Regions from separate parts of the Sus scrofa genome. Here region 1 is linked to region 2. The links are chromatin contacts, called in public Hi-C maps. All regions are on one chromosome and are shown on one strand. Each heading gives the region's core, a stretch centred on a gene start, on an enhancer-like site or on the middle of the called end of the contact. The rest is flanking DNA. Distances are from core to core; before and after follow the strand shown. Region 1 overlaps LOC100624963 (a long non-coding RNA gene). Region 2 overlaps MCF2L2 (probable guanine nucleotide exchange factor MCF2L2).

Evidence for each region. A called contact is a pair of places that touch in the nucleus more often than the background predicts.
Region 1: a contact with region 2 is called in a Hi-C map of skeletal muscle, with 5 times the contacts expected there. The contact joins two enhancer-like sites. A contact is called at or near these places in 1 of 5 promoter capture datasets (liver), 21 of 47 Hi-C or Micro-C datasets (adipose tissue, alveolar macrophages, blood and 13 more) and 2 of 2 datasets of contacts at active chromatin or transcription factors (alveolar macrophages and skeletal muscle).

Annotation. Positions count from the first base shown.
Region 1 is chr13:121,404,939-121,411,288 of Sscrofa11.1, forward strand. All of the region lies in intron 5 of LOC100624963 (a long non-coding RNA gene), which reads left to right. Among named protein-coding and RNA genes, the nearest start is that of MCF2L2, 30 kb to the left of the region's middle. Within about 2 kb of position 3,988, at least 1 of the 83 cell types and tissues checked has an H3K27ac peak or open chromatin away from gene starts, as enhancers often do. A contact at or near this core is called in skeletal muscle, where this site is marked.
Region 2 is chr13:121,137,000-121,143,444 of Sscrofa11.1, forward strand. MCF2L2 (probable guanine nucleotide exchange factor MCF2L2) reads right to left here. Exons shown (of 27, transcript XM_021069898.1): 26 at 2,143-2,187. Among named protein-coding and RNA genes, the nearest start is that of LAMP3, 23 kb to the left of the region's middle. Within about 2 kb of position 3,497, at least 9 of the 83 cell types and tissues checked have an H3K27ac peak or open chromatin away from gene starts, as enhancers often do. A contact at or near this core is called in skeletal muscle, where this site is marked.

The DNA of each region.
Region 1 (6,350 bases), core at 2,738-5,237, 270 kb after region 2:
GGATAGAAGGCAGGACGCACAAGGCCTGGCATGGAGCTCGAGGGGGGAGACAGATGGGGGGCAGCAAATGGTGAGAGCTGGAGCGCAGGGGGTCTCCAGGTGGAGGTGGTGGGGGCTGGGTGGAGGTGGGGAAGGCATCTTCCAGGAGGAGAAGCAGCACTGAATCCAGACCTGAAGGCCCAGTAATGTGAACTAGAGAAAGCCACTGGGTTGAAATCAAAATGCGTAGACTTTTGTCTCCATTCATTTGGTTCTTGACCACTGTTTCTAGCCATTGTCGTAATATACTAACAACATCTAATCTTGGGGAAAGCATTTTTCTTTTTTTTCTTCCTAAGTAAATTTATTGACAATATGTACCATATTTTGTGATTATTAAGCTTTGGCATGGAAAATGAAGCTTTCTACTGCCAAGGAACTAGGGGGAGCTTTTTTACATATAATTGTTTTACATAAACAATTATTTAAATGATAATTTATGAGATTTTAAATGTGCATGGCATTCTCAACACCTACTGGATATTAAGTTAATGTAATATTTTTAACAATCATCTAAGTTTTGCATTGATAATAGATGAAGAGTAGATCTTGAACTTGATTTTTTAATTGGAAACTATATTTCTTTTTTTAACGTTTGTTTAACATTTTTTAAAATTATAGTTGATTTACAATGTTCTGTCAGTTTCTGCTGTACAGCAAAGTGACCCGGTCATACATATATATATTTATACATTCTTTTTCCTACATTGTCTTCCATCATGTTCCATCCCAAGTGACTGGATACAGTTCCCTGGGCTATACAGCAGGATCTCATTGCTTATCCACTCCAAATGCATTGGTTTGCATCAACTTCTATATCTTACTTAGTAGGCATACAATGCTCAGAATTCTAAGGAGCCCTCGTTTTATGGTGTATATGCCACTTTGTTCACATTCCCTCCCACACACTCAACACAACTTATCAGCAAGAAGGTCATTTAGAACTGCTTTGCTGAGAACAGCATTTACTCAAAACTTCAAATTCCAGTCCATTCCCTCTTCAGCCCCAGCCCCGAAATATTCATCTAGAATCCTCTGCCCACCCCCTGCCTGCCCCCTAACACCCATTCCACCCAGCAATCTCCTGACCTTTCTTCTACCCGCCTCCCTGTCTCAGATGTGGAATCACCTGGCACTTCTGCCCTCCTCTCCCTGCTTCCTGTCCTTCTATCTGAGCAACCCCAGACCTTGGGTCATTCTTGTCTTCTTGCATCTTCTTAACGCCTGCAACACCTGCCAGGCTACTGGACAAGCCTAACCCACCAGGCAGACAGCATCGCCACAAATGGCAACATCCAGCTGTGGGCAGAGTACTCAGTGCTGTGTGACTATCCCCCACTTGTCCTGGACCTTCTCCCTCTCCCAGGCTCTCACCAGCCATGCTAGATCTTCCCCCGTCTCCCGAGGCCTGTCCTCCTCACTCTTAGCTGATGACTTCACCTCCTGCTCAGAGAGAAAGGAGAAGACATCACACAGATTGTCAATGTCCTCTCCCATGTGTGCTTCCTCTTCAGGAATTCCCCAGGCTGGCCACCCACTCTGTTCCCTCCATAAAGCACACTGACTGACTGTCAGAGCCAGGGCTAGGGAGAGGCAAGCAAGGCACTCATTTGGGGCACAAAATTTAAGGGGTACCAAAAAGTACAGTAATCGTAATAAATAATATTTTAAAAACAATAATTTTAAAAAATAAAAATAATACAAAAAAAAAAATCCATGACGTACAAAACATTAAAATTTTAAATAGAGACAAGCTCCAACCCTGCACTTACTTGGCCCTGCCTCCTCCCCTCACCCTAAGCCCATCCTGCTGCATGTAGCCCCCTGTTGCTGAATATTGTTGACTGGAAAGTGATCTTGACTCTGCATTCATATACACATAACAGAAGCAAAGTTTCACCAAGAAACATTTACACTTACTATATGTAATACATACTTCTGACGTCAGCCCGCTAAATGGTGTCCACAAATGTTTGAGTGGAGACCTGCAGTTTGAAGAAACCACCAGTAGAGGGATCGAAAGTTCTCTCTTACTGTAAAGTGATCCTCTCACCCTTTGGTCATTGCCAAAACAAAAATGAATCCCAAAGTTCCATAAAGAAGATAATGTAATCCAAAGGGAAGACTAGGAGACTAGAATTAGGAAATATTAGGGACCATTATAAAAAAACAACAACAACTAAGTCATTTAATTATTCTGCTCTGATTCCAGTTTCTTCCTTGTCAGGGAAATAAAAGATTACTATGAAACCTGCCCCCCTGAATGTCCCTATATCATCTCTATAGAAACACACTTAAATTTTATAGTTTCACATGAATTAGGAAAAAGGACTGGTGTTTTCATTTAAGAGATCAATCTGATATTCACAATGTCTCATGAATCATCAGTATTAAAGATGAAAGTGGCAGGTTTAACAGCTTTGAACTTAAACTGACAAGGATCCTCTAGGGAGCTACTGTAAAGTTTACTACTTTGTACCTTTTTAGTCTTTCAAGTCCCATGGTCTGGCAATTCTTGGCTCTTGCCCAGGGATGGCAAAAGACAGACAGATAAAATTATCTATAAATTCTTAATGCTACATCAACTTCTACATGCTAAGTCTTTTTTTTTCCCCCTTAGCTTCTTTTGATGAGCTAGTCCTCGTTAAACAAACCTGCCCTTGCTTAAACCAGTTCAGGAGCCAAATGGGGATGTTAAATGCAGGCGTTCCCTAGTGGTTCAGCAGGTTAAAGACCTGGCACTCTTGATGCTACAGCTTTGGTTACAGCTGTAGTTCAGTCCCTGGCCCTGGAACTTATGCACATCACAGGCATTGCCAAAAAAAAAAAAAAAGAAGAAGAAGAAGAAGAAATCACAATCCCTCCCCCCAGAATTTATTGCAAAACTTGTAATTTCAAATTTGTAGATTTCTCTCAGGATACCCATTGTAGTAGCTGGTGCTGCTTCCTGTGCAACAGTATTTGCTTATGTTATCCACCTGAGAAGGAAGGTAACAACCTGAAGTTTGAATTTACAACCCACATTTGATGTGTAGAAAATTATGTGTTTTCTCAGTTGTTATTTTTATTATTTATTTTTGTACTTTTGTACTTTTTAGGACCGCACCCACAGCACATGGAGGTTCCCAGGCCAGGGGTTGAATCAGAGCTATAGCCACTGGCCTACATCACAGCCACAGCAATGCCAGATCCAAGCCATGTCTGTGACCTACACTACAGCTCATGGCAATGCCGGATCCCTAACCCACTGAGGAGGCCAGGGATTGAACCTGTGTCCTCATGGAAATTAGATTCATTTCCAATGAGCCACAATGGGAACTCCTGTTATCATTTATTAATTCAAATTTGAGAGGTTGCAATTTGTCTGTCTCCTCCACAAAAGACAAAAATCTACTCAGTAGCTATCTTCCCATGTTTTGTGACTGTGACATAAGCTTTTGAACTTGAGCTCACACTGTAGGCAAAGGTTAGAGACTGTTTAGAGTTATCCTCCCACAAAGAAGATACTTAGAGAGTTAGTTCTCGATTCAGCCTGAGTCCAAGGACTAACTTAACATGGACATGGAACAGAGGGAAACTTGGGTTACGATACTATTTCTCACTGTTGCCACTTGAGACCTATTGAGTGTGTTCAGCAACAAAATCCACACCTACATAAACTATTACCTTTCTTCACAAGTTACACATAGGGATAGATTTCTGTTCACTGACACGGAAAAACAAAGGCAGCAGAATGCCACATGAACAAATTGGCAAAGACAAGCCCTGAATCTTTACTGTGGAAACTGGTGGCACAGGGATTGTAGAGCATTATTCTATTTTATAGGACTTGGGTCTTCATGCTCTGTCCTATCATTGCTGCTATAAAAGGACTGCTATGTTTCACATCCCTGGAGATAGGTTTTCTGTCACTTAGAGAGCTGTGCTGCAGAGTCAGAAATTGGCTCCCCTTTCATCCTTGACTCATCAGTTTCCCTAATGCCTCTGGCCTTAGAGCCAGGAGCCTGGACTTGACATCTTACCCAGGAGTTCAACCTCAGTCAAGTCACTTAACTAGTCTGAATCCTAATTTCATTGGTTTGCTGGCAAATATTTTAAAACTGGCTCTCAAGGGGTGGAGGGGGAGGGGTGCTGACTTACAGTTTTTGCTGATTTCCTTGCTGTAAATACTCCCACTGTGGCCAGTTTCAAGCTGCCAAGGTGAAGTCACTTAATGGAAGTGTAGCTGGGAAGAAATGTGCAGCAGCTCTCCTGAGCAGGTCCTGATTGTTACCAACCGGGGTCCCTGGACTCTTTAATCAATATAAATTGATAAGAGGCCAGATGAGGAATTCAGGGAAGGCTTTAGTGGGACTACTGCAGCAGGAGGGAGTAAAAACAAATAATATTTGCCTGTGCTCTATCCCCGATGTGGCGGTGAGCTGGTTGCTTCAATGAGGTGAGGGTAGGGGTGGGTCAGTGGGTTGGGCCAGAGGGGTGGCTTAGGTGGTCTGCCTCCCCCTTGGTGGTGCTGTGTGCAGGGATCATGGGGTCTGCTTTTGATCCTGGCACCTCAGAAGTGGCAGTTGGTTTTTGGCCTTTTCTTATTATTGTTCATAATTTGCCTGAACTGTGCATGCATGCAGTTATTTCCCATATAGTTTCTTGGTATTGTGTTGCTGGAGGAGACATTTCTCCAGGTGCAAGCTCTCCAGTAAAGAGTCCCAGGTCCCAGGTCCCAGGTCCCACCTGTCTCATAATGGCTCCAACACAACACTGTGTCTTCCTCAGTCAAGTGGGAACAACTTTTACTACACATTCCACCTCAGAATTGTTATTTCTGACTTAATTCAATCACTCATTCTTTTAATAAGCACTTGTTTATTGGGACTTTACCTGGGTTTATAGGCACTCTGCTGAATACAAGGGGATGAAAGGAAGCGCTGTCAGGAGTTCTGCGGCTCAAATAAAATAATGCACATTAACAACAACAAAAAAATCCCCACGTTTTTAATCTGTAAAATGCTATACACACAAATGCAGGGATTGTTAACTTGAATTAGGTTTAATAAGTTAGGTTTACAAAGGACCTCAGATCTTCTGTCCAAAAGGTCTTGTGTATGGAGACCTATTTTGTCCTATTTAGTATAATGAAATGTTGAAGATCACATATCTAGAACAATTTCAATAATTATTTATTTGTACTCCACCTACTTCCAAAAAGTATTTGAAATAGTTTTTGTGTTAAAAAAAATTCGGAATATAAAACAAATCCAATGATCACAGAGATAGAAACTAAGAAGAGGAAGAAACAGATGAAGTCTAGCCCCTGAGAAAAATTCTCAAGTGTTAACCTCCTAAGAACCAGGGGAGTGTTTATATTCATCAGATTGTTAAAATAACACTTAAAAAAAGTTGGTTTCAACATGGTCCTTGTATGGGTTTATGGTGTTTTATGTTGTTACCATATATAGTTCTGGGAATTTATTAAGCAATTATGGAACACCTAAGCAAAGCAGAAGAAGGATGGAAAACTAAGAACATGTTTTCCAAATTCTAAACCCTCAGGACTTATTCGGTGCTGAATGAAACAGGCCCCGGGGACTGTTCTCTGCCCTGTTGGCCGCATCAGTCTCCAGTACCTTTCCCTGGGCTCCTGCATCAAGTCTCACCTAAACCTGGCACCACAACCATCTCTGGCATCCAGGCTCCCCCTGCCTCCCGCCTCCCCACCCAGACCCTGCCCCAGCAGCCCTGCTCCCCCAAGGCCCCTTGTGTAACAGGACTCCTGGCCCCTGCTCATGTCTTCTTCTTCCTGGAACACCCTCCTGTTTTCCTGCAAGTCCTCACCTCTCACAGAGAACAGTTCAGATCTCACCTCCTCCAAGACCTCTCCAGTCCACACTGATTCTTCCCCTTGCCGTCCTATTGTGCCTGCAGTCACACATTAACTGCTCAGTTAATTGAGGCTGTAAATGAACAGAAAGTCTTGTGACCATTGCTTCTTGTGAAAAATCAAAAGTAAGGTGCAACTAGATCAAAGATCACACTATAAATTTTTTTTATAAACAGATTTATAGAATAAAGATGATGTAATCCCCACAATTAGATGTGCCGAAAGGCTCTGGTCTGTGAAGAAACCAAGGCTCAGGGCAATTAGCGTATTGCCAACATTCTGCCCTCAGAAGAAATTACCCCTCTCAGCTCTGCATCAGCAGGCCCAGCCTCAGCTGTACGGGGTGTGGAGGACTGGCCCTCTCAGGCCTTGGTTTTCTCGAGGACACTAAAGTGAGGACAGTGGAGCCTCCTCCCCAGGATTGCCGTGAGGAGCA
Region 2 (6,445 bases), core at 2,247-4,746:
AACAGTAAGAACATCCAGACTCTCTCTCCAATGAATTGATTAATTAACCAATTAGCCACATCATTGTGCACCTAACCTGTGCCAGGGCTGTTAAAGACACTGTGGGGAACTGCAGCCCCTACCAAACACTGAGCTTGCGCCAAGCCTGCTCTGTACCTGCTCAGATGTCGGGAGTTTGTCGAAAGTTAAGCCTCACACAACCCTGTAAGGGCCACAGCCCCATTTTACAGATGAGAAACCAAACTGAAAGAAGAATAATCACCTTGACAAATTCCCTTGGCCTGCAAGCACTGCAGGTAGAACCTACACATTCCTACTCTTTGTTATACACTCTAAAGATGTGATCTCTGCCCCCACAATGCTCCCAAGTGGTGGGCTTCAAGGTAAGGTGGGCGAGCATCTGCAGAAAGATCTCAAATTGAGGGAACCTCAGCATCAGCTGAGTTCAGTTGATCTGGCATGAATCTGAGTGCAGGAGAGTTTCTATTTAGGTAAGAATTCAAGGGGAGGAGGTTGGGGTGAGGCCTTGGGCAGGGTGTGGGTAGAAGGGCCATCTGGGAAGAGGATGGGTGGGAGGAGAAGGATCAGAAGGAGCCTGCAGCTGCGGTGGGGTGGTGCACAGTATCTGTCAGAGGAGGCAGCTACCAAGAGGGAGCTCCCTGATCTGCTGCCCAGAGGCCCCCCTAAAATGCATTCTGGGTCCAGGTCCTCTCTAGAGCGGAGTGGAGGCTGAGCCAGCAACACAGGAAGCAGCTGGCAGCCCCTTCCAGGAGGCCTTGAGAAACCCCACCCAGTGCGGGGGCAAAGCCTCACTTAATTCCTGGTCCTGGGATGAGGTGGGGTGAGGAGGGAGGGTGGAAGAGGAATTGGGTCAGGGAGGTGCCTCCCACTGCCCTCCTTCAGATGTGTCTGGGGCATCCACAGTATCCGCCAGAGATGCCCCTTAGGGAGGTCACCCAACCTGGGTCCCCTTAGACAGGAGCAGACATTGAGGACAGAGAGGGATGGTGGTCTTGCTGGAAGGCATTAGGGGAAGAGTGGAGCAGCCCCGCCCTTGACTGCCACCTGTGTGAACTGAAGGGCTTCGTCTCCAGGGATTGTGGCCTCAGGGCCCCAGACAGTGCCCAGTGCCAATCATCCCAGAGCGCCAGCTGGGAGGTTGGGAGTGGGCCCTGTGACCTCATCAACCATAGAACACCCGAAGCAGACCTGAGCAGGGGTGGGAAGCAACTCCGGAACTGAAAGACCTAAGGACGAGTTCCAGCCCCTCCACAGGGTAAGTGGCCTCTGGGGTGAAATGACAACTGGTGCTGGGGCTGCTTTCCCCTCTATCCTCAGGCCCTATAGGACAGGGATGGGAGGGGCTCCAGCCGGGCACAGGGCTGGCACAGAGGGGCTCCCACACACCTGGCCACAGGATGACTGCAGTGTTTCAGGGTCATCCAGGATCGCTGCCTCCAGGTAAGGATCTGCCTGCACTCAGCTGTCAAGACCCAGATGCCACCCCCCTGCTGGGCCCCACAGGCCCCGAGTTTAGTCTAGGGCAGGGTCTTCCATACCCCTTAGAGTGTGACTGCAGGGAGGTGCACATGTGACATCCCAGCACAGTGTCACACACATAAATACACTTATAAACTTAAAAGCAGTGTTTGTGGGACAGTCTCAGCTTACAACGTATGACGTCCTCCTCTGTTCTATTACTTTGTTCTGTTCTATGCTTGGAGACAGAGGAGGCGAAGGGCTGCGGGAGGTGGTGGGGTCACCCACAATCTCCTCACAAGTCCCTCTGGGGGAGAGTTTCTCTGAGGCAAAGGGCATCTGCCCTGGGTGAGCCCTCCTGTGTCTCCCCGCAGGTCCTGGGCTCTTGGAGCAGAGAGAATACTCTTTTCACCCGTATCCTCCATGGCTCTTGGAAGAAACCCAGAAGTCTTAGAACCTCTGAGCCTTGGAGAATGTCCCTCAGCCAAGGCGTCTGGTTTTGCAGGGGAGGAAAGTGCAGCTCATGGACAGTCTTTTGTTGTATTTGGTACATCTTAGGAATTTAATAAATAATACTTGTTATGATTAATAGTAATTACAATAATACTAAAGAGAGGATCTCAGAAGAGCTCTGGGTACTCCAAGCGTACTACTGTTACTCACATTTGGAAGATATTTGTCTGCCATTGTCTTCATCCTCATAAACATCTGGGGGAGGAAACATAATGGTGAAAAAAGGAAGCAGAGTGCCCACACATGCACACATATACTCTCCCTAGAAAAACTAAACCAGGAGTTCCCGACGGGGTGCAGCGGAAATGAATCCGACTAGGAACCATGAGGTGGCGGGTTCAATCCCTGGCCTCACTCAGTGGGTTAAGGATCCTGCGTTGCTGTGGCTGTGGTGTAGGCCGGTGGCTACGGCTCCGATTAGACCCCTAGCCTGGGAACCTCCATATGTTGCAGGTGCAGCCCTAGAAAAGACAAAAAACAAAAACAAAAACAAAAAACTAAACCAAACATACAGGCCCTTGACAAATATTCGATTTGATTACAGCAAAATTTCAAGTGATAGTTGCATTTTTGGAAAACGACCAGAATGACCCTGGTGCCAGCTCAGGTCTAGCAGTGTGTGGAGAAGATATACCCTGAGTCTCGGCCCTGCCCAATTCATGTACCAGAATAAGCAGAGAGAGTATTGGTGGAGAAGGGCAGGAAAAACAGGAAAGGTGGGTCATGAAAATTCATGCTGATAAGGACTGCACGTATTCTCTTTTCCTTTAGTGGATGATGTTTAGCACACACTACATAAATCCTAAAATATTTAGGGAATTTAATTTAGTACCTGGTGTTTAAAATCCTGATCTATTTTTCTCTTCTTTTTTTTTAAGGGCCATACCCATGGTATATGTAAGTTCCCAGGCTAGGGGTTGAATTGGTGCCACAGCTGCCAGCCTACACTGCAGCCACAGCAATGCAGGATCCTAGCCATGTCTGTGACCTACACCACAGCTCACAGCAAGGCTGGATCTTTAACCCACTGAGTGAGGCCGGGGGTTGAACCTGCATTCTCATGGTTCCTAGTCGGGTTCATTAATCCCTCAGCCATGAAGGGAACTCCCTGATCTTTTATTTTTCTTTAAAAAAATTACTGAACTTTATTAACAGGTGAGCCCATTAGTGAGTTTAAACTGTCTTCCTCAGAATAAAAGTTTTTGGACTTTGAAGATAAAATCATGGCTTTCCCCTTGCTGTCCACTAGGTGGCAGAAAGGGACAACTGTAGAGTCCGCACATAACTTTCAAAAGGGCAAACTATTTCCTATTTTTTTCAAACCAGATTTTCCTTTACTCCTGACAATTACAGCTTTTAAAGGGGGACCATCTCTATCATATGAACTCAAGTACACCATTTTCACCTGGGGGATAGGGATTGGAAGCCTTAAAGTGATGCCTACGCCCATGGGCTTTCCCTCCCTTTATTGGAGGAACAAACAGGAAGCTGGTTGCTATATAATATGCTAACAGCAATCTGGTCACCAGCCTAAGGACTTCATTGCATTTAATTCTCACAGCAAGACGATATATAGTATTACCTCTATTTTGTAAAATAATTGATGAAAATAATTCAAGCACAACAAAGTTACGTAATTCATCCAAAGAGATGGAGCTGAAGTCTGTAAGCCCTCAGTGCTTGAGTCCTTAACCGTGTGCTATGCTGGTAACTGTGCTCTTTCTCTGCCTTCTAGGAGTTAACCAGTGGGGTCACACTCGGCCTAATTCATCCCAGCAGCTCTCCAGAGCTTACATCAGGCAAGAGCTCCAGGATGTTTCCAAGGGTACCAGGCTAAATAAGGATCTTTTGCTTGGTGCCCTAGAGCATGAACTTCAATGTCTAGGCTGGTCTATATGTGAAGTGTTTACTTCCTATACCTACCTGTCTTTGGTCAAGAGAAAGGGAATCATGCCTAAGTATTCAATGATTTGCTTTCAGATTCCATATAGTCTCACAGCACTTTTTTTTTTGTGTGTTTTTTTTGTTTTGTTTTTGTTTTTGTTTTTCGTTCCTCTCTCCTTTTTTCTTTTTGGCTGTGCCCATGGCATGTGGAAGTTCCTGAGCCAGGAATAGAATCCATACCACAGCAGTGACCTGAGCTGCAGCAGTGACAACATGGGATCTTTAACCTAATGAGCCACAAGGGAACTCCTTTAGTGCATTTTCAGTTGTCAAAGTCCCTGCCAGCTTCTGGGGAAGTCTGCGTTTGCTGTTGTAGACTTTTAGGGTTGCAAGGAGCTGGGGTCAAAGAAATTTCACAATTGGGAAACAAGCACCTAGATCAGCAACCAGGTGCCCTCTGATGTGTCTAGTTGGGTTTAACAAAAGCCTTGCCTGTTTCATCAGAGATTTAATGAGAAATTTTCAGTAAGACTAAAATATAAAGCCTCCCCCCCAACCCCAAAGCAAATGGTTGCCATGCTCAAGGAAGTCATTGATCCCTGATCATCGAGACAGTCAGGCTGCTACCTAATAGAAGCAGAGAGGTGGAGTTCCCTTCCTGGCTCAGTGGTTAACAAACCCGACTGGGATCCATGAGGATGTGGGTTTGATCCCTGGCCTCACTCAGTGGGTTAAGGATCTGGCATTGCCATGAATTCTGGTGTAGATTGCAGATGCGGCTTAGATCCCATGTTGCTGTGGCTGTGGCGTAGGCTGGCAGCTGTAGTTCCAATTTGACCCCTAACCTGGGAACTGCCATATGCTGTGGGTGCGACCCTAAAAAGCAGAAGCAAAAAAAAAAAAAAAAAAGAAGAAGCAGAGAGGAACACATCTGGTGCTCCTGTGATCCACTGGGACATCTCCCAGAACTCTCTTGCCTGGATGTAACTGTAAATGGACTAGTAAAAGAACAACAGCCAGACAAGTGGGTGCTGGGACACCCACTTCGTATGCTACCAGCAGAAGTGCCAGATGAGGAGGAAGGGAACAAAGGTACAACCTAAGGACAAGTGGGGTAGCAGGAGGTAGATGTAGATTTATTTTTTTAATGGCCACACCCATGGCACTTGGAAGTTCCTGGACCAGGAATTGAATCTGAGCTGCAGCTGCCACCTATGCTGCAGCTGTGGCAATGCAAGATCCTTCAACCCACTGCACCCAGCTAGGGATCAAACTAATGCTTCTGCAGCAGTTCAAGCCGCTGTTGTCAGATTCTTAACCTACTGAGCCATGGTAGGAACTCCACTTTTATTTTTTTTTCAGACATAGATTTAAGTAGGACTTTTACTATGTCCCCTGGTGGAAATGTTCCCCCAGGGAACCAAGACCTCTAGACTGACTGAGGCTGAAGTTGCAGGGACGGGGAGGACAAATTCCCCACATGCGTCACTAAAAGTATGGTAATGAATAAGGTCACAACTCATCAACCTCTTGCTCCCAGATTCATATATTCTACGTGCTTGGGGGCACAGTGCCATAAAATGGCCATTGCTTTAAGATACATACTGAGTTTAGATTAGCACCCCAACCCCTCAGTCTCACATTCAAACTGCTACTCACCCCTGTCTTCAAGAGGCTGTCCTATGGATCTTTCAGGCCACATATTTCTTCTGAATGTGTGGTAGGACCAGGGGGTTGGTCCCATGGTTATTATGCCCATGGCAGTTCCTCTTTCGCCATAGGGTGAGTCCCTCAATCAGTGTTCTGTTGATCAGACATTACATGAATCCTAAGACAGTGTTGCTAACTGAGGCACTGAGGGCAGGAAAGGTCAATCCCCCTCAGGGTGAATCACTGTACTTTCCAGCCTGAAGGGTCTGAGGAAATCAGGAGGCCATCAAGGGACAGTATCCAACTGAGGGCTCAACATGGATCTCTTTGCTGGCAGGTTGGACGGTTAACAGTGGCAGTAGCCAGGTGGGTCTTAACAACAGGGAGCCCATGCTGGTAGGTTCATGGACAGCCTCCTATTCTACTGCCAAGGCTTCTCCCCTTATGAGTCCCTTGTACAGGCATTGGGTTGCCAAGGAAGAAGTTGGCTGACACTTTCTGACCAAATCATCCAGTTGGCTTGATTCCCTAATAACTTCTCTGCAGGGTTCTCTGGGGAGCAATTAAAACATGGTATAAAGACCTTTACATTTTGAGCTCATGTTTGTAGGTCTATGTGCCTCCTCTCCAGTCAGATAATGTTGTACTTTGATGCTGGTTATTCTAGAAGGGATTGAGAAGGGAGGGGCAGATGTACCCTAAGGAGGGCAAGGATTGTCTCATGTCTCATGAGGCTGCTGCATAATCTTGCAGGGAGGAGAAAGGCCCATCTTCCAACAAGGGGGAGTGGGCCACTTCTGCCAGCTCAGGGAAAGAAGGGCATGTACCCAGATATCCTCTGGTTTTTAGGGTCCCTCATCTTCCCTATCAGGGCCTGACTTGCCAGCTCATTTTCTAGTACTAGGGGCCCAAAATAATT